Regions from separate parts of the Sus scrofa genome. Here regions 2 and 3 are each linked to region 1. The links are chromatin contacts, called in public HiChIP or PLAC-seq maps. All regions are on one chromosome and are shown on one strand. The core of a region is the stretch at or near the end of the contact, and the rest is flanking DNA. Distances in the headings are between cores, read along the strand shown. Region 1 overlaps RBM20 (RNA-binding protein 20). Region 2 overlaps RBM20 (RNA-binding protein 20). Region 3 overlaps RBM20 (RNA-binding protein 20).

What was found. HiChIP or PLAC-seq counts read pairs in DNA pulled down with a chosen protein or histone mark.
Region 2: an H3K27ac HiChIP or PLAC-seq map of skeletal muscle shows a contact between it and region 1. The contact joins two enhancer-like sites. A contact is called at or near these places in 2 of 47 Hi-C or Micro-C datasets (both in skeletal muscle) and 1 of 2 datasets of contacts at active chromatin or transcription factors (skeletal muscle).
Region 3: a contact with region 1 is called in an H3K27ac HiChIP or PLAC-seq map of skeletal muscle. The contact joins two enhancer-like sites. A contact is called at or near these places in 2 of 47 Hi-C or Micro-C datasets (both in skeletal muscle) and 1 of 2 datasets of contacts at active chromatin or transcription factors (skeletal muscle).

Annotation. Positions count from the first base shown.
Region 1 is chr14:121,249,978-121,253,223 of Sscrofa11.1, forward strand. It overlaps RBM20 (RNA-binding protein 20), which reads left to right. Exons shown (of 20, transcript XM_021073215.1): 16 at 1,427-1,531; 17 at 2,660-3,246. Among named protein-coding and RNA genes, the nearest start is that of PDCD4, 20 kb to the right of the region's middle. Within about 2 kb of position 1,729, at least 30 of the 83 cell types and tissues checked have an H3K27ac peak or open chromatin away from gene starts, as enhancers often do. A contact at or near this core is called in skeletal muscle, where this site is marked.
Region 2 is chr14:121,087,971-121,091,216 of Sscrofa11.1, forward strand. The region is part of intron 1 of RBM20 (RNA-binding protein 20); the gene reads left to right. Among named protein-coding and RNA genes, the nearest start is that of RBM20, 31 kb to the left of the region's middle. Within about 2 kb of position 1,756, at least 6 of the 83 cell types and tissues checked have an H3K27ac peak or open chromatin away from gene starts, as enhancers often do. A contact at or near this core is called in skeletal muscle, where this site is marked.
Region 3 is chr14:121,105,650-121,108,895 of Sscrofa11.1, forward strand. The region is part of intron 1 of RBM20 (RNA-binding protein 20); the gene reads left to right. Among named protein-coding and RNA genes, the nearest start is that of RBM20, 48 kb to the left of the region's middle. Within about 2 kb of position 1,667, at least 2 of the 83 cell types and tissues checked have an H3K27ac peak or open chromatin away from gene starts, as enhancers often do. A contact at or near this core is called in skeletal muscle, where this site is marked.

The DNA of each region.
Region 1 (3,246 bases), core at 479-2,978:
GAAGAGCAGGGGTCCGCCTGGCAGGGGGCTTCCGGCGAGGCCCGGCTGTCCCTTCCTCTCCCAGCTTGAACTGGAGGGAGTCTCTTTACTGTGTTGACCTGGGAGTGTGGCTACAGGAACTGCCTGGGAAGGGGAAGGGTTATTTATTTTGACAAGGGCGGGTCATGGATAATTTATTCAGGAAGACAAAAATAAAGAAAAGTGGTTCCCTGTTGGTAGAAGCTATGGGTTCTGAGGGCTCAAAAGGCCTTTGGAGCTGCTTTGAGCTCAGGTTAGCTCAGAAGGCTAGAGCAGAGCTTCCGCTCCAAACACTGGAAAGAACACACACTGGAGGATTTGAACTGCCTTTCCCCTGTCCTGTAATAACTGGTTTAACCCATCAGCCCTGAGCTCCTGCCCTGGCTGGCTTTGTGTCAGCAAAGAGGGGTGTGTCTGGTCATAAGAAATCAGAGTGAGAGTGGTTTGCTTTGAGCCAGAAATGTGGAGAAACTGCAGCTTGCTTCCAAGAACGCCTGGGAATAGTCAATGATTTGGTGGCCAGAGTTTACGTCACGGGAGAATATCCTCCTCAAACTTCTAAAATGGGAGTTAGCAAACTTTCTAGGCTATATAGGCCAAGAGGCAAAATTAAGGCTATTGTGTAGAACTTATATAATCATTAACATGCCACCACATAGAGATGTGAAAAGCATTGTTAGTTCACAGATTGCACGAAAAGAGGCAGTGGATCAGATTTGGCTTGAGGACTGTGGTTGGCTGACCCGTGTTTTAAAGGCTGGTCAGAGACCCTCATTCTCAAACCAGACACCTGCTTTCAGTGTTCAGTTTCCCAGACATGAGCACTAAGGGTCTTAATTTGAGGGAGGGAATAGGAGGAAGGAAGAAGGGAAGGGATTGCTAGTTTGGATCAAGGGCAGAGATAAGGCAAAAGAGAGACACTGGGTGACAACGCCCTTCCTACACATCAGTGGCCTGGATGTGATTTTTCTTTTTTATGACCAAGAGGGATCTACTGGGGAGGTGTCACCTTGATGGTTTTTAACCTGCCAGGGTCAGTTCCTGCTTGGCCCCTTTACTCGCCATTCCTGTCTACAGGTTTCACAGCTGTGAAAAGTACCCAGTTTGCTGGGGATTTCTGTCTCCCTAAAGCCTTCAGGCCAGCTGTGAAGACATTTCTGTGCCTCCATTTGTCTGTGTGACCTTGAGCGAGTTACTTAACCTCCTAGAGCCTCAGTTTCCCCATCTGTGCAATGCAGATGATAACAGCACCTGCCTCCTCTGGGTTTTGTGAGGATGAAGGAAGTGATGGGTGTGAAAAGCAACCAACAGCGTTAGCTGTGCTCAGTAGCATTCTTTTCCCCTTGGTGTGCCCTCTTTTCTCTGCCACTGCTCACTGGTGATTGGTTTGTTCTGTTCTTTTGCTAAGGCTGGAAAAGAGGAACAGGACAGCATGGAAGAGAGCCCCTCATCAGTGGGCAGGCAGGAGAAAGAAACAGAGTCCTCTGATGCAGAGAACACAAGGACAAGGAAGGTAAAATTTGTCCTAGGTGCTGGCAGTATAGCCACATTGGCACAACAGCCATAAGGCTCCGAGTTACAGGCTTCCCGGGACTCGACCAGGTCCCCATCCTGCCGGTCGCTGCGTGGAACATGTCTGAGATCCCACCAGCAGGTCCATGAATGAAGCCTGCACTTCCTGGAGGAGCGGCTTTGCCTGGACTCTTTACAGTCTTTACTGAGGAAATCTTTAGCACATTCCTGGGCTCTACCTCAGTCCCTAGTAACTTGGCTGTGCTCGTAAGAGAAAACATGTGCCCAAAAAAGACTCAGGCTTCAGAGCCAGGCTTCCCAAATAGGCAGGCCCCTTGGGAGGGGCTGGAGGAGGAAGAGGGCGCCTTTGGGTACTCAGGCTGGGGCTCTGACCTCAGCAGGCCCAGACCCTGGGATTAAGAAAACGTCTCCTGGGCTCGTAAAGATTATTTTACTTGATTAAAATGAAAAAACCCAGTTACAAAGCTGGGGCTGCCACAGCAAAAAGAAATGTTCTTGGAACGTGGCCAGCTTCGTGCCTTTCCGGTCAGGAGGGGCGGAGAGATGAGTATCGCTGGCAGGGAACTGATCTCCTAAATCTGGCTGCTGGGTCCCTGGGCTGCTGGGGACACAAGGGGAAAGTTTTGGGAGGGGCCAAGTGTGAGCCATGGCCACAGAGGGTTGTGCCCTTGCTGAGAGAGGGTGTTTGGGGAATTCTTAGGGACTTTGCTGCAGTTACATGTAGTGATGCCCTACAGGCAGGGCAATAGCTCCAGCAAGTTGATGTAAATGGGTTTTATCACTTAATCTTTCACTCATTCAAAAACTATTTATTGAGCACCTATTATATACCGGGAGTAGAATTTTTTTGTGCCACTTAGAGGATTACACATTAAGAGCCAGATCTTGTGCTGCTTTGAGCCTCATCCTAGGGATGAATCAGTGATGAGAGACTTGAATGGTTTACAGCTCCTAATTAATTGATAAATGTTCCCAGGTAGAAATAAGATGGCTGAGCACCTTTCTGGGTTAAGGGGGTCCTCTGGTCAAGGTTTGCGCCCTCTTCTGCTTAAACACCAAGATCTACTCCTCAGCCTCCCTCTGACCTCCATTCTGCATCTTCATTCAGGAGCAAGACTCAGAGAGCGGAAGTGAGGCAGAGGGGGAGAGCTGGTACCCCACAAACATGGAGGAGCTGGTGACGGTGGACGAGGTCGGGGAGGAAGAAGATTTTATCATGGAACCGGACATCCCAGAACTGGAAGAAATTGTACCCATTGACCAGAAGGACAAAATCTGTCCAGAAATTTGTCCCTGTGTGACAACCACCTTAGAGCTGGACTTAGCCCAAGATTTCACCAAGGAGGGGGTCAAGACCATAGGTAACGGGGCAACGGAAATCAGCCTCAAGTCGCCCAAAGAACCACCTTCTGCTTCCACGAGCTGCCCCAGTGACATGGACGTGGAAATGCCTGGCCTAAATCTGGATGCTGAGCGGAAGCCAGCTGAATGCGAGACAGGCCTCTCACTGGAGGGTTCAGGTTGCTACGAGCAGCAGGCAAAGGGAGCAGAGAGTTCAGATGTTTGTCTGGCCCCTATGCTCGAGCAAATGTCTTCCCCCAAGCCAGCAGAGGAGAGGGCCTGGCAGCCTGGCCCATTTCTCGATGATGGCAAGGTCGGGGGGACCCCCGAAGACGGGGCTGCTGAAGGCCGCCC
Region 2 (3,246 bases), core at 506-3,005, 160 kb before region 1:
CATTGTGGCTTAGTGGTAATGAACCTGACCAGTACCCAAGAGGATGCAGGTTCGATCTGTGGCCTTGCTCAGTGGGTTAAGGATCCTGCATTGCTATGGCTGTGGTATGGGCTGGTGGCTGTGGTGTAGGCTGGCAGCTGCAGATCTGATTCGACCTCTAGCCTGGGAACTTCCTTGTGCTGCAGATTTGGCCCTACAAAGAAAAAAAAAATTTAGTACTTGTAGCTGGGTGACAGATGGGTACATGGGGTACATGAGATTTCATTATATTGTTCTCTTTACCTTTGTATAGTTAGAAAATGTCCAAAATAAATATGGGAAAAAAAGCCACCAGTTCAGTTAGCTGGCTAATTCTGATTTCTGCTGGTCCTAAACTTAATTTGCGGTTGTGGCGTATACCCTTGTTGAAGTCACTTGGCTAGCCATAAGAAAGGCTGGGGTGTGAACTCATTTCTGTCTGGCCGCAAAGCTCAAGGCTTTTCCATTTTCCCCTGTATATTATGCCCGTTTATGGCATTGTTTACAGTGAGGGTTTATAGGGTTTTACAAGTGGTCGTAATATAAACATGGAAAAATGAGGCAAAAGCAAAAACAAGGACCAAAAATAAAATCAGAACCAAAACATCAGAATTGTCTTCCTTTGAGGGAGGGAATCACCCTGAGTGCAAGGCAAGAAGGTGGAAAAAGACTGCGTACCTTCCACCTGGACTTTGTTGGGCCTTTTCTGTTGTACCACCCAGGGTTGGGGTTGAGAGAGACCTGGTTAAAGCATGGCCCATCCCTTCCTAGCTATGTGACCTTACTGTTCTGTGCCTCAGTTTCTTCAGCCAACCTCATCTGGTTGTTGGGAGGATCATGTGGGTTGGTAAGGCCTCAGATGTTTACTTCGAAAAGAGAGCAGAAGCACAGCTCACCAAGATCCTAAGAATCCCTAAGATGGACTGGGGATTATGTGTTTGGAAATGCCTTGTGACCTGGACCCTCACCCCTGGCCCAGCTCTTGCACTTTCTCCAGGACCTGGGGCAGCCTTGCTCAAGTTTGGAATGACCCTTTTCGCCTGGGTGAGGAGGCTCAGTGCTCTATGGGTCACATTTGATTTTGTTACATGGGCAGCTGGAGAAGACCCCTCTTAGATGGGTCCATAGAAAAATCTAGCTGGATAGCTGGAGGCCAGTTTTAACTTCTCCATCTTTGAGACTGGAAGGAAAAGGTGACATTGCTTGTCCTTTCTGAAGGAAGCACCACATTTTCTCTCTGATCTATCCTGTGTACCTCCTACAACCAAGAGCATTCGCCAGGAACTCTTAAAGGGCTCCTGAAAAGATCCTCATTGCCAGGATGGAGCCCTGTGTTGTGACATTCAAGTGAGAAACGAGGGGAGGGCTGTTGGTTGTAGGACTCTTGGTTGAGTCACTTGGTCACCTGGGAAGGGTCCAGGAGCCATACCTGTGGCTTTGATCTACTGTGGCCTCTGATCCCTGGGTGTCTGGCTCACTTTCCCCCATTGCATATGACCTGCCCACTTGCGGGGGGCCTGGGTGTGAGGGAGCTGCTGGCCTAGGGAGGCTCAGCCAGAGGGAGCCCTGATTTACGAACTGTCCAGATTTAACCAAGGCTACAGCACTTTTATTAATAGAACATGCTGCATTTCCTTTTTATAAAAATATGAAGATCGCTGCCCTCAGTAAAATGCCTGGTGACTTTCTGTCTTTAGGGCATGTTCATCACCAGGCTAAAATTAAAAGTGAAGTCAGGCCCTACTTGAGCCTATTTTTAACCGAGTTTAGCATATGAATGTGAACGTGAAGTCTTTCTTTAGATCTCCCTTAACTCAATTACTTACTTATGCCAAGCATCCCGCTAGGAATTTCTGAGCTGTGGCTGGATCTACCTACAGTAGGAGGCCCAGAGGGAAGTTAGGGACACCTCTCTTATCCCAGGCTATCTGAGTTTGCCTGCTTTTGCTCATCCCAACTCCATAGAAGGTTATTCTGGAAGGTTAAGGTGGAGCTAGTCATTATATTGAAAAACAAATAAATGAAACAAAGGGAAACAATCCACCAGCCAACCTATGGCTGTTCTGTGCTGCTTAGATATCACGTAGCCCCTAATTGGTATATATTTTTCTAGGGCCTCCAATTTAGAAGCTTCCACTTGGGTGGAAGGAGGGACACTGTCATTCAAGCAAAAAGTGCGAAGAGCCTTGGCATACCTCGGAGACTTGGGACGACAGGTGGAGAGAGGCAGAGGGGGAAAAAAACTTAACAAGTGTCATTCCTGTCCAGAGTTCCTGATGAGTGATGAGAGTGTTAGGGAAAACTTTCAGAAACCCTCTTAAATTCCCTCTTTGAAATCTTTTTAATGTCTGCTCTTTGAGGACTGGAAAGGGAGGGGAGGGCAGAGGGCAGAGTTGATCCTAACTCTTAAGATTCCTTTGGCCTAAAGTTTCACTTGAAGGCAGGGACTGACAAAGGCTCTTTTTTTGGTCTTTTGTCTATTTTAGGGCTGCACCCGCGGCATATGAAGGTTCCCAGGCTAGGGATCTAATTGGAGCTACAGCTGCCAGCCTATACCACAGCCACAGCAATTCGGGATCCGAGCTGCATCTGTGACCTGCACCACAGCTCATGGCAAAGCCAGATCCTTAACCCACTGAGCAAGGACAGGGATCAACCCCGCAACCTAATGGTTCCTAGTTGGATTCGTTCCCACTGCGCCACAACGGGAACTCCAAAGGCTCTTTTTTTGAACTTCTTCCTAGGCCAGTTCTCTGTGGACCTTTTTTTTGGGGAAAAAAAAAAAAAAAGCCTGTTTTTTCATAATGGATTCTGGCCCTCGTTTTGTTCTTTGGAAAAGTTATTATTTTTTTTAATGGTGATTTTATGGGAAAAAAAACATTGACAGTTTGTTCAAGTTGTGTCATTACTCTATGCTCTTTTACATGAATATGTATTCCACTCCTGTGTCCTGAACCCCTTTGAAGGCATCATTTTTAAGCAGAGGAAAAATTTCCTTTTTCTTCTTCGTCGTCGTCTTCTTCTTTTTTTTTTTTTTTTTTTTTTTTTTTTTGGTATGGCAGCAAAGCCATTATTGAGGATAAGCGGAAGATTAATTTAAAATTCCAGTTACTTTTGCTAATCTGATGATGGTGAGATTGTTTATGGCTAGAGAACTTTGAAAATGTTTCCAGAGTCTGAGAGGGGAGTTTGGTGTGTGTGTGTGTGTGGTGTGTTGTGGGTGAGTGT
Region 3 (3,246 bases), core at 417-2,916, 140 kb before region 1:
CCCTGGGGAAGTTCAGACAGGTTCCTGCTCGTACTGAGAAAATGCATACAAAATTCTGGCATGCACTTTCTCCCTAAGTTGTTCATTCTGTCTGATTATAGGATTGGATAAAAAGCCAAGATATTACGGCTGTAAAAAAGTTTACAAAAGGGAATCATTTTTCATCATGTGTTCTTATCACTGTCTGTGAGGGAACCTAATAGTCACATAGGTGAGCTGGATGTAGACCTCTTGAAGCTTAGGGCCACTGAAACAATCACTCCCCCCCAAATAATGTGAGGGAGACAGTAGACTTATGGTGACATCTGTGAATCTTGGGAAGTGAATAGATTCACAGACTCTCTAGCGCGGGTTTCTGGATCTGCCTCTCAGTCTGTGATGAAGTACAGACTAGGTCTGCTCTTTTTAAAATGAGGTGATTGGATCAGCAGGTTTGGGAAAGATGTTGTGTGGGCCACTCCTGGCCTTTCTGGGGTTTGGGATAACAGTGGAAGCTCAGCACTTTTGCATGCGACCTTATGGATTCATTGTCCTCTTGTCCTTGGCGGGCCTGTCAAAGAGAAGTTATTTCAAAAGCATATCGCTGATTGTACATTTCATTCCATCAAGCGCTCAGTGCATTTCACGTAACTGCCCGAGGCGGCTGAGATAAGAGTGGAAAAGTGCCTTGTGCCCTTCTGAGCGGTGGGTGATCTATTTTCGACTTGGAGTCTGGTGACAAACCTGTCTTCTGTCAGGTCAAACTCGCAGGGACTTTCTTGTTTTCTGTTCTTCTGTTGACAGCTGTGTCCGTGTGCAGAATGGTCATAGGGTAGCTGGATGATAGCACTGGCATTTGAACACCTAGATAGTAAGGGGTGATGGAATGTATCTTTCTTTTCTATTTTGGTTAGCAAGTCTCCAGTCATCCACGGTGAGAGTGAAGACGTGAGGGGAGCCCTCCGGGAGGGTGGGCAGGAAAAGACATCCCCCTTCTGGTTTATTCTAAACCAGAGAGAGATGTTTCTACCACTGGCGGATTTAGTGCCTGGAAAGGGAATGGCTGGAAGGAAAATGGAAAAGATTGGATTTGAGGTAGCTTTGGGTAGTGGGGAGAGGGGATAGAGGTGGGATGAAAGTGATGAAAAAGGCAGGGCTTTTTTTTTTTTTTTTTTTTTTTTTGCATGCTGTGTAAAACATAAATGAAAACTCATGCACTAAAAATGGCATTTTTAGAATACTTTTACATAACATAAGATTTTGTTTTAAAAACAATGGTGCAGGCTGATATGATGGGAACACTTTTATTTATTTATTTATTTATTTATTTATTTACTTACTTACTTACTTACTCATTTCATTTTTGGCCGCCCCACAGCATATGGAGCTCCTGGGCCAGCGCTCAGATCCCTGAGCGGCAGTTTCGACCTAAGCTGCAGCTGCAGTGATGCCAGTTCCTTAACCCACTGTGCTGGGCCAGGGATCCAGTCTGCATTCCAGCATTCCCAAAAGGCCAACAATCTTGTTGTGCCACAGCGGGAACTCCGGGATCACTTTTAAATCCTCCACTGCACTTTAATGTAAATGTGCATTTGGCCTTTATGGGGGTTGGTTTGGATGCTGTCTGAATTCCTGTAGCCTTGTATCCACATTTATTAGCCATGGAGTTAAATCAAAGATCTTTACTCATCTGTAAAACATCAGGCCTGCCTGCCACCTCCCAGGGCTATTAAAGGGTCCATGACACAGAGCTATAGTTGTCAAGCTCTTTAGATATTTTGTAAAACCTGCAATAGAAACTAGGGGTCTCCTGCCCAGACTGGCTTTCCGCTGTTTATAGTAACTAGTGAGCCTTCCCTTCACCCCTCCTTTATTTAGGGTCACGGCTCCCTTTGAGACTCTGATGTATGGGCCTCCTTTCCAGAAACAAACACACACACCACAGACACACACACACACACACACTATTTAGCATTGGTGTCAGGGGTTCACAGGCTGAAGCCCAGCTGAAAACCTCTGATTTGACTGTGGTTTTTTTTCATGGAAATCATAATTCGATTTGAGAAAACTAGCTTTTTACAGATGCCTGGCGTTTGGCATTTTCTGCATCTATGTGTCTTTCTAAATCATTGATTTTTTTTTTCCAGGGGAAGAAATCATTACATTATGTCCTTAGTACAAGCTCCATGCTTTTTCTAGGACTAACTTTTTCTAGGACTGTCCCAGGTCAGTTGCATACAGCAAGATTGTAAATTATCAACAGCAAGATTGCATATGCACTGAAGGAAAAGCTGAGTCATATGGTACCAACTGTGAAAGTAGCAAGATATTAAAAGTATATAAATCAAAGGCCCCCAAATGGTGCTTCCTTTCCACCCTTAAACTGTCAGAGTTAACTAGAGCCTTTTTTTTTTTTAACTGAAGAGCCCAATCAATGTGATTTGTCATCCATGATATATTTATAGTCAAATGATTAAGTTGGATGAAGTGACAAAACACTTAAATCATGTTTATGGTCATTGATGGTTTTACACATTATTAGAAAGAAGCATAGTTACACCAAATTAGCCAGGGATATCTGATCCAGACATCAGTTCGGTAATTTCATGGGAAAAAATAAATCTAAATGAGCAAAAAATGTTTTGGTATTAACTCCAATGCGATGATATTACAAGTTACCTCAGTTAATTAGTAACACATTGTAGGACAAATGTTTGAAACTAAAATCTCATATTTTTTGCATAACAGAAAGAATCCTGCACTAGGAGCGATTTGGGAGTCTTAGCTCTCCCACTCCATTGCTGTGTGACTTTGGGCAGCCCACTTCACCACTCTGGAGCTGTGGGATGCAGGAAATGGGACTATGTATCTTCAGTGAGAGATTTCTGGGCAATGTTGACATTTTGTGACTTTAAATTTAATTCTGTGATTGCTGTTTTTGGAAAAAAAAAAAAAAAGCCCTGTTAACATTTAACATACACACAGAAAAGTGGCCAGATCATACGTGCATAGCTCATTGAATTTTCACACTTCTAACCAGTCAAGGATTAAGAGATAAACTGTTAATGTTATCAACATTCTAGAAACCACCCTTGTTGTCTCTGGGCCTTGCTACTCCTTTTTTTTTTTTTTTTTTTGTCTTTTTGTCTTTTCTAGGGCTGCTTCCTGCGGCATATGGAGGTTCCCAGGCTAGGGGTTGAATCAGAGCTATAGCCACCGGCCTACACCAGAGCCACAGCAATGAGGGATCTGAGCCACCTCTGCGAC